Regions from separate parts of the Capsicum annuum genome. Here region 2 is linked to region 1. The links are chromatin contacts, called in public Hi-C maps. All regions are on one chromosome and are shown on one strand. The core of a region is the stretch at or near the end of the contact, and the rest is flanking DNA. Distances in the headings are between cores, read along the strand shown.

Region 1 (6,470 bases), core at 1,967-4,466:
CAGTTCTTCAAATCGTTGACTATTTTGGTATATGTTTTTGTGTCTTTCTTGTCGATCTTGTATCATATGTAAAGGGAGGGTGAACCCTTTTTTTGTATCTCTAGGCTTTTTAGTGACTACCTTTTTTTGCTCTACTGCTCGGGGAGAATAGAATTTGATGAAATGATCTGGACTATCATATTTGTGACACAACTGGAATTTCTTTTCTTGAACTTTGAGAGCTCTCTTCTGAAAGTTTTTGCCTCTTTTGAACATGCGTTAGAACTTTCTAGTAACCAAGGTTAGATTAACTTCTTCATAATCAATAATCTAAGTAGCCTTAAGAGAAGTAGTCTTATACTTCCTTTTAGTTCCTATATCTTTTCTTGATTTTTCTTCAGTTAGGTTGTCAGATTTTCAATGAGCACATCCATGTCTAAGGTGTCTGTATCTCTAGCTACAGTAATTTCTTCTACCTTGCTTTCCCAAGATTCAACTAGTACGCTGAGAAGTTTCCTAGTAGGAATAAGTTCTTCTAGGGAGTAAATTTCATTAGGAATTGTAGTGAATCTTGTATGCATGTCTTGAATAGCTTTTATGTTATTTATCCTGAATAGTTCATATTGCCTATTCAGATTGTCTATCTTAGATTTTTTTTTTTTTACAACAAAAGTACTTTTATGAGCAGTTTGAAGAGTACCCGTATTTTTTTACACGTTGGAAGAGATTCTATTGTATTCATCAAGTCCAATTCCACAGATCAAAATATTTCTTGCTTTGACATTATTTGAATAACTACATTATCAGTATGATCTTAATCTTTTCTATCCTTGGAAATTTGTTCCTTTTCATCTGTAGAAGTTTTTTTGGGAATAGCAAAATCGTCCAATACAATATTTCACAAATCAACACTTTCATCAATGAGATGATCCATCATCATGTTTTTCTACCATCTAAAGTATTTTTCATTGAAGAGTGACTTCCTGAGTAGTTGGAGGAGCAACCATAAAATTCTTTTCAAGTATTAATCTTTAATGAAAAAATTGGCTCTGATATTAATTGAAGAAAGCTAGTGTCACGATCCAAAAATGGGGTCATGATGACACTTATCGCGGTCCATCCTTGATAAGTAAGCCAATCACCCCAAGTTGATAAAGAAAAATCAAAATCAAACAATAAACATAAATAAGATGAGACTTCTAGAATGAAGTTAGGCCAAATCATATACAAATGCGGAAGTTTGAACAAACATAATCATTCCAAAACCTGATATCACTAGTATAAAAGCATCTAATATAATATCTGGAACTAAAATATATAATCTGTCTCTGGAATATAAGTAAAGGCAACTAATAGATAGAGATGGTCTGTAGTCAACTTTCAAAGTCTAGAGTGGGCCAGTACCTCAAGATATCACCAATTTCACTACACGAGTCAATCTCCATAATCCATACTCGTGTTAGGATTTACACCTGAAGTAAAGAAAAATATGAGCACGTCACCTGCAAATAAAAAAGTTACCAAAGGTAGCTCACACCGTCTCTACTAGCAGTTATAATATAAATACTAACAATGAAATAACACAAATATATACGATAAATATACAGAAACTAAATAGAAAATGAGGGAAACTAAGTAAATCATGAAAGATGCATATGTACTGTAATGCAATGATGATGGAATGAATAGTGAAAGTCACCATCTGACTTTTGATATACACCTATTGGGCTCGTAACTCCCATGATAAAACCTATAGGGGTTTCACAATTCATATTCTATAACTCATATCTCAACCTCAAACAACTTCTCCGGCTTGTGTTCATAGAGAGATTTTTTAAAAATATCTAATTTTTTTAAAAACAATTTTTCTCAATGGTACCTGTATCCCATAAATGTATACGTATGGAATGAGGATGTAATGTTGAGAACCAAATCAGTATGAAGATATTGAATCCATTCAATACGTATATAAATGTGCACATAAATAAACTCAATATGTCGACAATTCAGGCTTATCAACTCTAATTAGGCACCATTGGAATAAATATGCATATAAGACATCATTAATATCACATCAATCCCTACCTCGGGCATCTCTATCATGAAAAAGGCAACCAATGCTCAAGACCTATAATAACAGTTTAAACCTCCATACGGACATTATATCTAGAATAAAGACAATTAAATGGATAAATAAGGTCAATGATGTCAAATAAAGCCCTTACACAGGCAACACGCAATATCAAATATCACAAGTCAACAACAGCGGGATATAAGCCCCCACTCGAATGCACAACAGTAATAATAATCACAAAATATCTATTCCATATTTATTTTCCCCAATCTATAACATGCTTTAGTTATTGATTAACTACCCAACTCAACCTGAAAGAAGTTAAGTCATAACCTACCTCAAAGCGATGAAATCCAAGCCTAAAATGCTTCAATACGGTGCTTCCCCCTTCCGAACAGCCTCGGAATCAACTACAATATTCAAATATAGCATTTACGTGTTAAAAGAAAGCTAACGATAGTCATATTACCCATATTTGAGTCGGTTGAAAACGAGTTCAAAAATAAAAGAGGTAAAATCAGAATTTTATTTTATAAATACATTTTTCAAGGTTAAAGAAATCTACAGTTGAAGACCCATGCGAAAACAAATTTAAAATGAGATTCAAATCGAAGTTAACCAGAAGTCTCCAGTTTAAGTCTTGAGTATGAAAACTTTTTGGTAGGAAGTGTTTTCTCCGAAGAGGCCCCACAAGGTGTAGATTTCAATATCAAATTAGTCACGCTCCTATGCGGACGGATACGAGACACCATGGACACCAAGAAAATATTTTAGTAAAAGTAGTCCAGCGTTCCAAGTATAGTTCATCTCTATCAAATACAATCCACAAATTTTGATATAATCTAATCAAGCATACACCATGATGTATATATCCCAAAACCAAATAAATTAACCTTCATTATTCAAAGCACACTATTTGAAAGAGAATAATTTGGAGAATAAGCAATTAAATACTTCGAGTAAAAATACGAAAAAAAATATTTTTCTCTTGATATTTTAAAGGATAAGTGTAAAAAATATATAATTTAATATATTAAATAAGTAAAAATAATCGGAAGAGTAATGATATTGTACGTGTGTGTAAACATGTTATGAAAATACAATCTAGTATTGAAATTTGTTTATCATATATATATGGATTGGATTAATCTTTGTAATGGTTAACCTTAATTCCCTCACTTTGAACAGAAAATTTAGGGGAAAGAATTATAGATAGATCTAAAAAAGATAAAAAAGTAAAAGATATTTCATTCAGTTGGACATAAGGGCCACACAACATTTGGATGGATTCACGAAATAGATCACCAATTACAGCTTGCCACGTAACCACAAAAATCCCTTCTGACATTTCTCCATTTTTAAGCCATTAAACTAACAACCCAAACACACTCAACCAACTGATACAGACACACTGTTCCCTTGTTAATTAAATTAATTCACATGTTATTTGTATTAATTCTACTATACTCAATTGAAAAAGTCATCTTTTTGATACACCCATTTCAAAAAGATTGCATTTTTAGTACAGAAATATCAAGATTTTGCTAGTTCAGCCTTCAAGGTACATTACCCTTCATCACTTTCTTGATGTTCTAATTGATCACATTTTGTTCGTATGAGTATGATTATTACTATTGTTTTTTTGTAAAAGATTGTAATTTGACTAGTTAAGAACTCTGAAAGGCTGTGTAAATTAGATATTTGTAGTCCGGCCCTTCCTCAGACCTGCACATAGCGGTGGCGTTCGTATACGGATTGCCTTTTTAAGAACACTGAATTTGATATTGAACTTTTTTTGATACTCCTATTTCAGAAAGATTGCATTTTAAGCTGATACAAAAATTATCAAGATTTTGCTGGTTCAGTACACCCATTTTGCTGATACAATACCCTTTATCTCTTTCTTGATGTTTTAATCACATTTCATGATGGTATGATTGCTTTTTATGAAAGATTGTAATTTGACAAGTAAAGAACTCCGAAAGGCTGTGTACGATAGATCCTTATAGTTTGGCCTTTCACCGGATCCTGTGCATAGTTGTAACATTAGTGCGCCGGGCTGACCTTTTAAGAACTCTGAATTTCATCCATTTTTTGTTAGGTGTGTGATAATTCTACTATACCCAATTCAAAAAGATTGCATTTTTAGTGTAGATGAAGGCATAATGCTCTGTTGATAGTACAACAACAACATCAACATACCCAGTGTATTTCCACAAAGTGTGGGGGGTCTGGGGAGGGTACTTGTATGCAGTCCATACAACTACCTCAGATGAAGTAGAGAGACTGTTTCTGATAAACCCCTAGCTCTGCTGATAGTACAAAAATAAGACTTGTTAGTTCACTCCCTTGTGGTTTAGCCCCTTGATCACTTTCTTGATGTTCTAATAACATTAGTTCATATTAGTGTGATTCTTTTTATGAAAGATTGTATTTTGATGGAGTTAAGAACTGTATATAATTTCAATAGGAATGAATTTCATACATTTGCCTTCTAGGTTTATGATGATTCTAGTATACCCAATTCAAAAAGATTGCATTTGATATAGATAATTGATATGATCTTCATGTTGCTTGTTTGTTCCCATATTTTAACAACTATATATAATTTCAATAGGAGTAAAGTTCATACATTTTTTATTAGGTTTGTGATGATTCTAGACTTTTAGTACACCCAATACAAAAAGATCGCATTTTGATGTAGATAATTGTATGATCACAGCTTGTTTTGGGACATAGCCAAAGTTAGGATTTGAACTTGATGGGTTCTAAATTCCAATATAGAGATATCAGGTTTTCGTAACTAGGTTCTGAATTTACTTTTCTTGTACATATTTAGAGGATTTCTTGATGCAGATACACAGTGTGATCCATGATTTTCACTAATGGGGTTCGAAAAATAAAAATGTAGTGCTTGGGATTTGAACTTGGAACCTCAAAGTGAATTTTGAATTCCCCAAATCACTGAGTCACTAAGTGCAACTTTTTGCCACGGTGGTTTGGGAGAACACCCTCACCCCCTCCTAGATCCGCTCCCGTAGATATAGGGCTTGGACTAAAACTACTGACTCCGTAGGTAACCTTCTAACTCCGCCCCTAGCTTACTGAGGCATAGTTGTTGATTATGTTTAACTGTGAGGTAGAGAGGTTGTTTCCGATAAACCCTCAGCTCAAGTAAAACATTACAAACAACAACATACCTAGTGAAATTCCACCAGTGGGGTCTGGGGAGGGTAGAGTGTTCGCAGACCTTACCACTACCTCGTGGAGGTAGAGAGGCTGTTTTCGAGAGATCCTCGGCTCAAGTGCAACAAATCCAAGTAAAAGAAGAAGAAAGCAGTGAAGAACGTGTATCAATTAATAACAAAAGCTATGCCTAGCCTACAAGAAAGGAACAATAACAACAATAAAATAATGTGATAATCGAAACACAATGGACAACCCACGATGATTGATATCAGAAGAGAGAACTACACAAATATGTCTAGTACTATAACAAACACCAACAAGCCTAAGCCGTCGAAAAGAAAGACTACACTTCACTACGTACTAACATTCTACCCTACTATGTGACTTCCACACCTTCCTATCTAAAGTCATGTCTTCGGTAATATGAAGTTGTGGCATGTCCTATCAAATTACCTCTCCCCAATATTTTTGTGGCATTTATTAGGATATTTCTCAGAATGTAGTTGTAATGTTTACATTTACTTCTTCTGTGCTATTTCATCTTTTTCCATTTATCTTCCAATTTACTTGTTTCAAGGAGAAGGGGTAAGAGATGAGGAAAAAAACATTGTTTTTAAGGATGGAAGATCTTTTAATTTTATGTAAGTACTATTTCTACAAAAGAGATCTTCTGCTTTATTGTAGTTTGATGAGTTAGGTGATAAATATTCAAAAAGGGAATCTATTTTGGGGATGGAATCAGATTGTATATTCTCATAAATAAGTAGTTATCTTATGTCATTAACCTTCTGATCACTGTGTTGATTCTTCTTGGATGCAGTCAATTCTCTCTGGTTGATCAGTGCTTATCTTGAAAGTTAGCGGAGAGGAGGCAATGTTGCTTCATCTCTTCTTCTTGTTATCTCTCTTTTTGACATTTATAGACAATGGTACTGCTGGTAAAACAAGTGCATTCGTTCGAACTCAGTTCCCGTCTGTGGATATTCCCCTTGAAAATGAAGTGCTTGCAGTTCCAAAGGGTTATAACGCTCCACAGCAAGTAAGTTTGCAGTCTTAAGACTTCCTTTTTTGTTGGGTCAGTCAAAGCTTTCTTAATAGGTGACTTGTTCCGCTGCAGTCCTTTCTTAGTTAATTCTTGTTCGATGCTTTAAATCCAAGTCTTACTTCAATGCATTCAATCTTCCGATTTGTAAAGTTCTCTACAACCACTTTCTGGAGAGAGGTGAAA
Region 2 (6,470 bases), core at 2,149-4,648, 170 kb before region 1:
TTGCACCAAGACATGTCAAGTTTACTGGGCATCCCCATAATGTCAGTTTTATACACATTTTCGTGTCTCTTGGTAGTCAGAATAATCTCTTCTGTATCCAGCTTCTTATCCTTGCAACCTGTAGAAGTAAAAGTTTCCTTTTTTCCTTTGTCACAAAGTATAGAGATGCTGAACAAATTGTGCTTTAATTTATCAATATGATAGATATCTTTCAATGCTTTTGTTTCAGATCTACCAATCTTTCCAACTTCAGTGATAGTACCCTTTTTGGTGTCTCCAACTGACACATTTCCCCTTTCAAATAAGGTAAGTGAAAGGATTTTTTTGTTGTCTCCGGTCATATATCTTGAGCAAGCACTATCTATGTATCAATGTCGCTTGCCTTCTTTCACTTTTTCCTCAAATGTTCCTTCTTTCTCTTCTCTATCTGAATCTCTAATAGCCATGAAAGCAGTTTCACCTTTATCTTCATCATTTGATTTTTCTGAGTCTGAACCCCAAACAACCATCATGACATATCCTTCCTTTTCCTTTTTCTTAAGTTCCTTTTCAGCTCTTTCTTTTTTTCCACTCAATATCCCGTAAAGGACAATCCTTAATAATCAGTTTTGTCACATTTATATTATCCAATCGAATTTTTATCATTGGATCATTTTCTGCTATTTATTCCTGTCCTGTTAGATTCCTTCTTTGTAATACAAACTACTTGTTCTTCATTCACTATAGATTCATCACTGTTAGATGCCTTTAGAGCTAGTGATTTTTCGTTAGCCACCTCCTCCGTTTTGAGATCTTTCATGTCCATCTCATAGGTCTTTAGATTTCCAACTAACTCATCAAAGGACATTATAGTGAATCCTTAGCTTTCCTTATGACTGTGAATTTAACATCTCATTTGAAATTTGATAGAACTCTCAAAACCTTCTTTACTTGTTCCTCAGTAGATAGAACCCTCCCTAGGAATGACAACTCATTAACCAAAGATGTTAATTTAGTTATCATGTCTTGTAGTGACTTGTTTAAAGGCTTCATATTCACTGAAGAGTAAAGAAATCCTGAATTTTCTTATTTGACTTGTGCCTTCATGAGCATTTATCAAAGCATCCCAAATTTATTTAGCAGTAGTATTGTTTGACACTCTATTGTATTTAGCTGGACCTAGACCACAAACAAGAATATTTTTATCTTCTGTATTTTTTCTGAGTGCAACGAGGTCTTCAGTGGTGAATTCACTTTCTGTCTTTTTTACTTGTTCTCTATCAACTATCTTTATGGAAATTATTGGTCCATCAGTGATTTTGTCCCACAGTTCAAAATCCTCACCTTGAAAGTACATCTTCATCTTAGCCTTCCATCAAATGAAATGATATCCATCTCTGGTCGAGTTGTTGATTAACTTTTATTATGTTCAATAGGTGGTGTAGAGTTCATCGTGATCTTAATAGGTGTTAACCCTTACAAGATAATCTCGCTCTGATACCAATTGATATTCTACACGACCTATAAGTTTACTTATTATTATTATTTAAGAGTTGTCTATGTATGAAACAAGTCGTCTACGTCTTTTGATGAAGCAGTAAAACTGTAAGTAAAAGAGACAATTATTTTTACGTGAAAAATACCCGATTCAAAAGGATGTAAAAAAATCACGACCTGTACCTCTACAAGATTTAACCCCAAACTTCACTAGAACAGCTTGAGCCTCAACTACTACGACAAATTACAAGACTCTTATAACCTAGAAATTATAAGCTTTAACTCCTAATTAAGCTCAATCACAAACCTCCTAAGGTGTATGACCCCAAGTTATTGAGTTTCCTAACATGAAGACAATAAATCTAACTCAGTTTTTGTTGGTGTAATATGCCACAAATTAAAATAGTTACAGTTTAAATAATAAAATGAACAAAATGAAGAAAAAATAGATAATCTTCTTCTTGGTTGAGGCGCGGATATCTCGCTCTCTTTAAGGAGATTCAAGCTCATTGTAGCATAATTTACACCAATCCAACAATATATCTCGTGACTTGTCCCCTCTAGGGTACAATAACCCATCAAAGATGTACAACTCAAGTAACTCTGGATTAATTGAAGAATCCAAAGCTCTACCATAAAAGCACCTTCTTTCAATATATATTTACTCTCTTTGTTTAGTGAATATGGTTAAAGATTTAGAATATTTTCTTTGTCTCAACTCTTTCTTTCACTAATATAATTACTCTCTTTTGTATAGTGAATATACTTGTAGACTTAGAATATTTTCTTTGTCTCAACTTTCTCTTTCACTATTACACACTATAATCTTTTTCACATTTATCATATTTTCTTATACATGCAATAACATGCAAGACCACCTCTATTTATAGGTGATGTATTTATCTTTGTATTGAATAAGAATTATAAAGAGGGATCATAAAGAGGAAAGATCAATAGTCTTTAGATTATAAATGTCACAAGAGTTACATGCAAGACCACCTCTATTTATACCTGAAGTATTCATACTTATATTGAATAGGAATAATAAAGAGGGATCGTAAAGAGGAAAGATCAATAGTCTTTTATGTTATAAATGTTACAACAGTTATAAGAGTAATGAGGTAGGCTTACAAGAGTTATAAGAGTAATGAGGTAGACTAATGGTAGATGTTACAAGAAATAAATGTCACATTCTACCATAAAATAATGACCGAAATAAAGTGTTAGTGGTTATAAGAATTACATAAAGTAAATACACACTTTTACTCTTAATAATATTCTACTAATGTGCATCGCAACTATCAAGAACACACTTTATCATTTGATATAGTGCACTTTAATAGAATTAAAATATTAAACTGCACTAATAATTTTATAATTCACTGATATCAGAATTACATCAATATTATAACTCTGTAACCAACTCCTAAGACACGAAGACTAAGACCTCTCATCTTCCTTAGTATTAGGGCCATCAAGACTAAGAGACATATTATGTTTCTTAGTATCAGGCCAAGTTAATAATATGTTTCTTCAGTTTTCAAGTTACACACTATCAAGTCAATTTATCAATTACTTTCTGAATATTCCTTATTCAATTTAAACATAACTCTCCAAAAAGCTCTTCTCCCATCAAACTTTTACTTTCATTAGAACTCAAATTCAAATTTCTTTAAGAGTTGTAGTCAAACTTCAACTCTTCAATTGAGCTGATTTGAGTTTGTCAAATGTACTAATTATTTGAAACATTTAACATAATTTTAATTTAATATCATAAAATTTAAAAGTATTTTTTACTTTTTAAAACTACGTGTATCAAATGAAAATAAATAATCTTTTTGGAATAGTGAATAAAAGATAAAAGAAAATAAAAAAACAAAGGAAAGAAAAGACAAAAACTACATATATGGAAACTAATTTAGGGCGGAGAGTCACTAGAACAACATGTTCGTTGTGTCTTATCTCAAAACCAACAAAATAAACCCAACAATCAATTTCGATCCACCAACCCAAAATTCTTAAACTCTCCCCTAAGTTTCTTGTATTCAAATTCCCCTTTTTCTTCAATACCCTTTTGATTTTCAATTGTCTAAACTTTGCTTTTCCTTCCATTTTTAATTATTATTTTTTTTTTCGGTTTTTAGCATCTGGATTTTGTCAGTTTTTTTTCCTTTTTCTTTTTATAATCGCAGTGTCTGAACCAGTTCGACTAATTCCACGGGATACCTGCAACAGGTATTAGAATTTTTGCCAGTTTTTAGCATTTGGGTTTTGTGATTTTGAATTGAAATTTGAGTTTTTGTCAGTTTTCAGCATTTGGTTCTGCCATTTTGATTGAATTGCCTTATCGCAAAAACTGTTATTACCTGTTGATATTTAACCTCGTTATCTTATTTTCTTGTTGTTTCTGCTTCCACTTTTTCATTCTTCGTTCAGCCCCGAGGGTCTATTGGAAACAACCTCAGTACGTTCTTTAAGGTAGGGGTAAGGTTTGCTTACAGTCTACCCTCTGTAGAGCTGACTTGTGGGATTACACTGGGTTTGTTGTTGTTGTTGTTGTTGTTGTTGTTGTATTTCAGAAAGCTGTGTTGATCTAGAAAGAAGAGTTCACTTGGTGGTGTTGTATTTCTTGTTTGATTAGGACTGTAGATGTTTGTTTTTCTTTGGCATTTTAAACTAAAACTAGGTACTGTTATATTTTCTTGGTTGATGTTTCTCAGTTTCCACGTAGGTATAATTTATGCCGGAAATGATCACCCATCAAATAAATGGCAAGTTTGAAATATAAAAATGACATCTTGGTGCAGTAAACTTCCTCTATGTGTGAGGTTGGGGGAAGGGGCAGAACACAATGAACCTACCGCATAGAGCCTTACTTGGCATTTCTGCAACTGTGAAACATTAGAGTGAAACTAAGTGTTGTGGATGCGTGGAATATGGTTATTATTTATTTATATTTTAAGTAGTTTTATTTATTATATAATTATATTTAAGTAGCTTTATTTATTATTCTAGAATAGGGTTTTATGTTTCCTAGTTTCATAAGGTTAGGCTTTCCATTGATTATTCTAGAATATGGTTTTATATTTCCCAGTTTAAGGATTAGGCTTTTTGTTGATGTAATAAGACTACTATTTAAAGGGAGATATGAGAATTAATAAGTTCTCTTCCATTGAACTCTAAGGTTTCAGCCTCCCTTTAACGAGCTAAAGAGATCGGAGTTCTCTCTTTTAATGAACTTTAAGATTTCAACCTCCCTTTAACCAGCTGAATTTATCTACAAAATAGGTCGATCTAGGAATTCAAACAAAGGAAAGGGGAAGTCCAAATCAATTGATTCGGGCTTTTCTGTTCATCGTCCAGTGACCCGAACCTTTGCAAGAAATCGTAACACTACGATACAGATAGTATGAAGGAAACTGATCAATAGATGGTGAATAGCCTTCTTGGTAATTTGTTAAATATCCTGGAATCATTTGAACTTTGAAGTAGTGTTCTCATTCAAGCAGTTTGAGAGCTCCCCTTCTTTAATTCCCCGGAATAGTAACTAGGACTAAGTCACATATTCACATTCCAATGGAACATTGTCCCTTTTTTAATTGTTCTTGAAGGTTTAAGATTATTCTCTTTGCCAAACAGGTCCAATCACGATCTTAATATAAGAATTTCTCCGTAGTCCATTTATTGGTTCACACTACTTTCTTTCTATGATAAAATTGTATGAACATCTTCAGTTGGTGTTGCCACCTAATATCTTATACTACTAGGGACAAGCTGAATTAACAGTGAGAATCCTTGTCCTTATGTGCAGAAAACATGATGAGCTTCAAGGACTGGGTACTGTCACAGTTAATAACGAAGTCGGTAGCCTCATCAAGACCACTTTTAGCATCAGATAACTTCTTGACAGAGGAACATCCTGATCAAGAGTTTGATCGCCCAGGTAATTCTGCTTCATGTGCTGTGATAAAATGTTCACCTGTAGTTTTTGCTATTTCATTAGAATAATGACTGTATGTTAGTGTGGAAGCAGTGTTTTGATTGTTTTCTAGCTTCAATTCCATAGTCAATTTCTTCTGTTGGTTTTTGCTTTGCATTCTTGGGTATATACAGTAGTGTAAGCATGTCTATTTTGTTTGATGGAGTTTGATGTGGACTTTCCAGCTGAAGTTGCTCTATGCTCTTAAACAGAGAGGTTCATGAAGTTCTACACAAGAAATAGTGTTTATAAAGTGAGAGCTAATCAAATGGCCTGTTATTTGGTTATATTTTATAGATTCTATTAACAGGTGAAACTAAAGTTGCAGCGGTTGGATCAAGTTCTGAACAATGTATCAGTTTTAGAAACTCTGACACGTTTAGATTGTCGGTATCTTTTTGTTTATCTATTTATGTTGGTTTCCAATAAGTGGTAGCATGTTGACAGGAAAAATATGTGGTGCATTTCAGTGTTATCAAAAGTGAACAGTAAAAAGGCTCTAAGCTCCTTTGGGGTTTTAAGCACAACGCGCAAATAAAGCGTGAGCTTTAGTGAAAAGAAGCACAAATGGAGAAAACTACAAGTATGGACCTGTAGTCCTATATTAATAGTCATATGCATGAATAACAAATATACAGACAAAGAAATTGAAAAAAAATAATGATAAAATGACATATCAATTGTTTAGTGTCACATCTTCAGCATTGCACTCATTGGCAAGAAAAGTTTGCGTTAGAGCCTTGATGACGACACTAAAGTGCCCATAAAATGAGGCGAAGTGCTAAACATGTTTTCTGCCTTGCTTCAGTGCTTAAGCACGTCTTTCACAACGCTTGTGTATTTATAGTGTTTGATACCCTCGTGCATGAGAGTTGAGTGCTTGCTAGTGGTTTTCATTGGGCAAGAGGAACAAGATTGGTGCAAGGAGCATCTCCTTGTGAAGAATAAGGGCGCTTATAAATATTCTACCTAATAACAATGAGTTGGTATGTGATTTGTAGATTGAAGTAAGGAA

The links. Hi-C and Micro-C count contacts between places; a contact is called where the count stands out from the background.
Region 2: a contact with region 1 is called in a Hi-C map of bud, with 5 times the contacts expected there. The contact joins the promoter of LOC107853607 here to the promoter of LOC107856284 in region 1. A contact is called at or near these places in 4 of 5 Hi-C or Micro-C datasets (bud, leaf and placenta).

What each region holds. Positions count from the first base shown.
Region 1 is chr7:17,921,353-17,927,822 of UCD10Xv1.1, reverse strand. It overlaps LOC107856284 (bifunctional purple acid phosphatase 26), which reads left to right and starts at 3,216. Exons shown (of 10, transcript XM_016701270.2): 1 at 3,216-3,614; 2 at 6,063-6,281. The coding sequence starts at 6,117.
Region 2 is chr7:18,092,730-18,099,199 of UCD10Xv1.1, reverse strand. It overlaps LOC107853607 (translocase of chloroplast 90, chloroplastic), which reads left to right and starts at 3,398. Exons shown (of 3, transcript XM_016698585.2): 1 at 3,398-3,711; 2 at 5,288-5,419. The coding sequence starts at 5,293.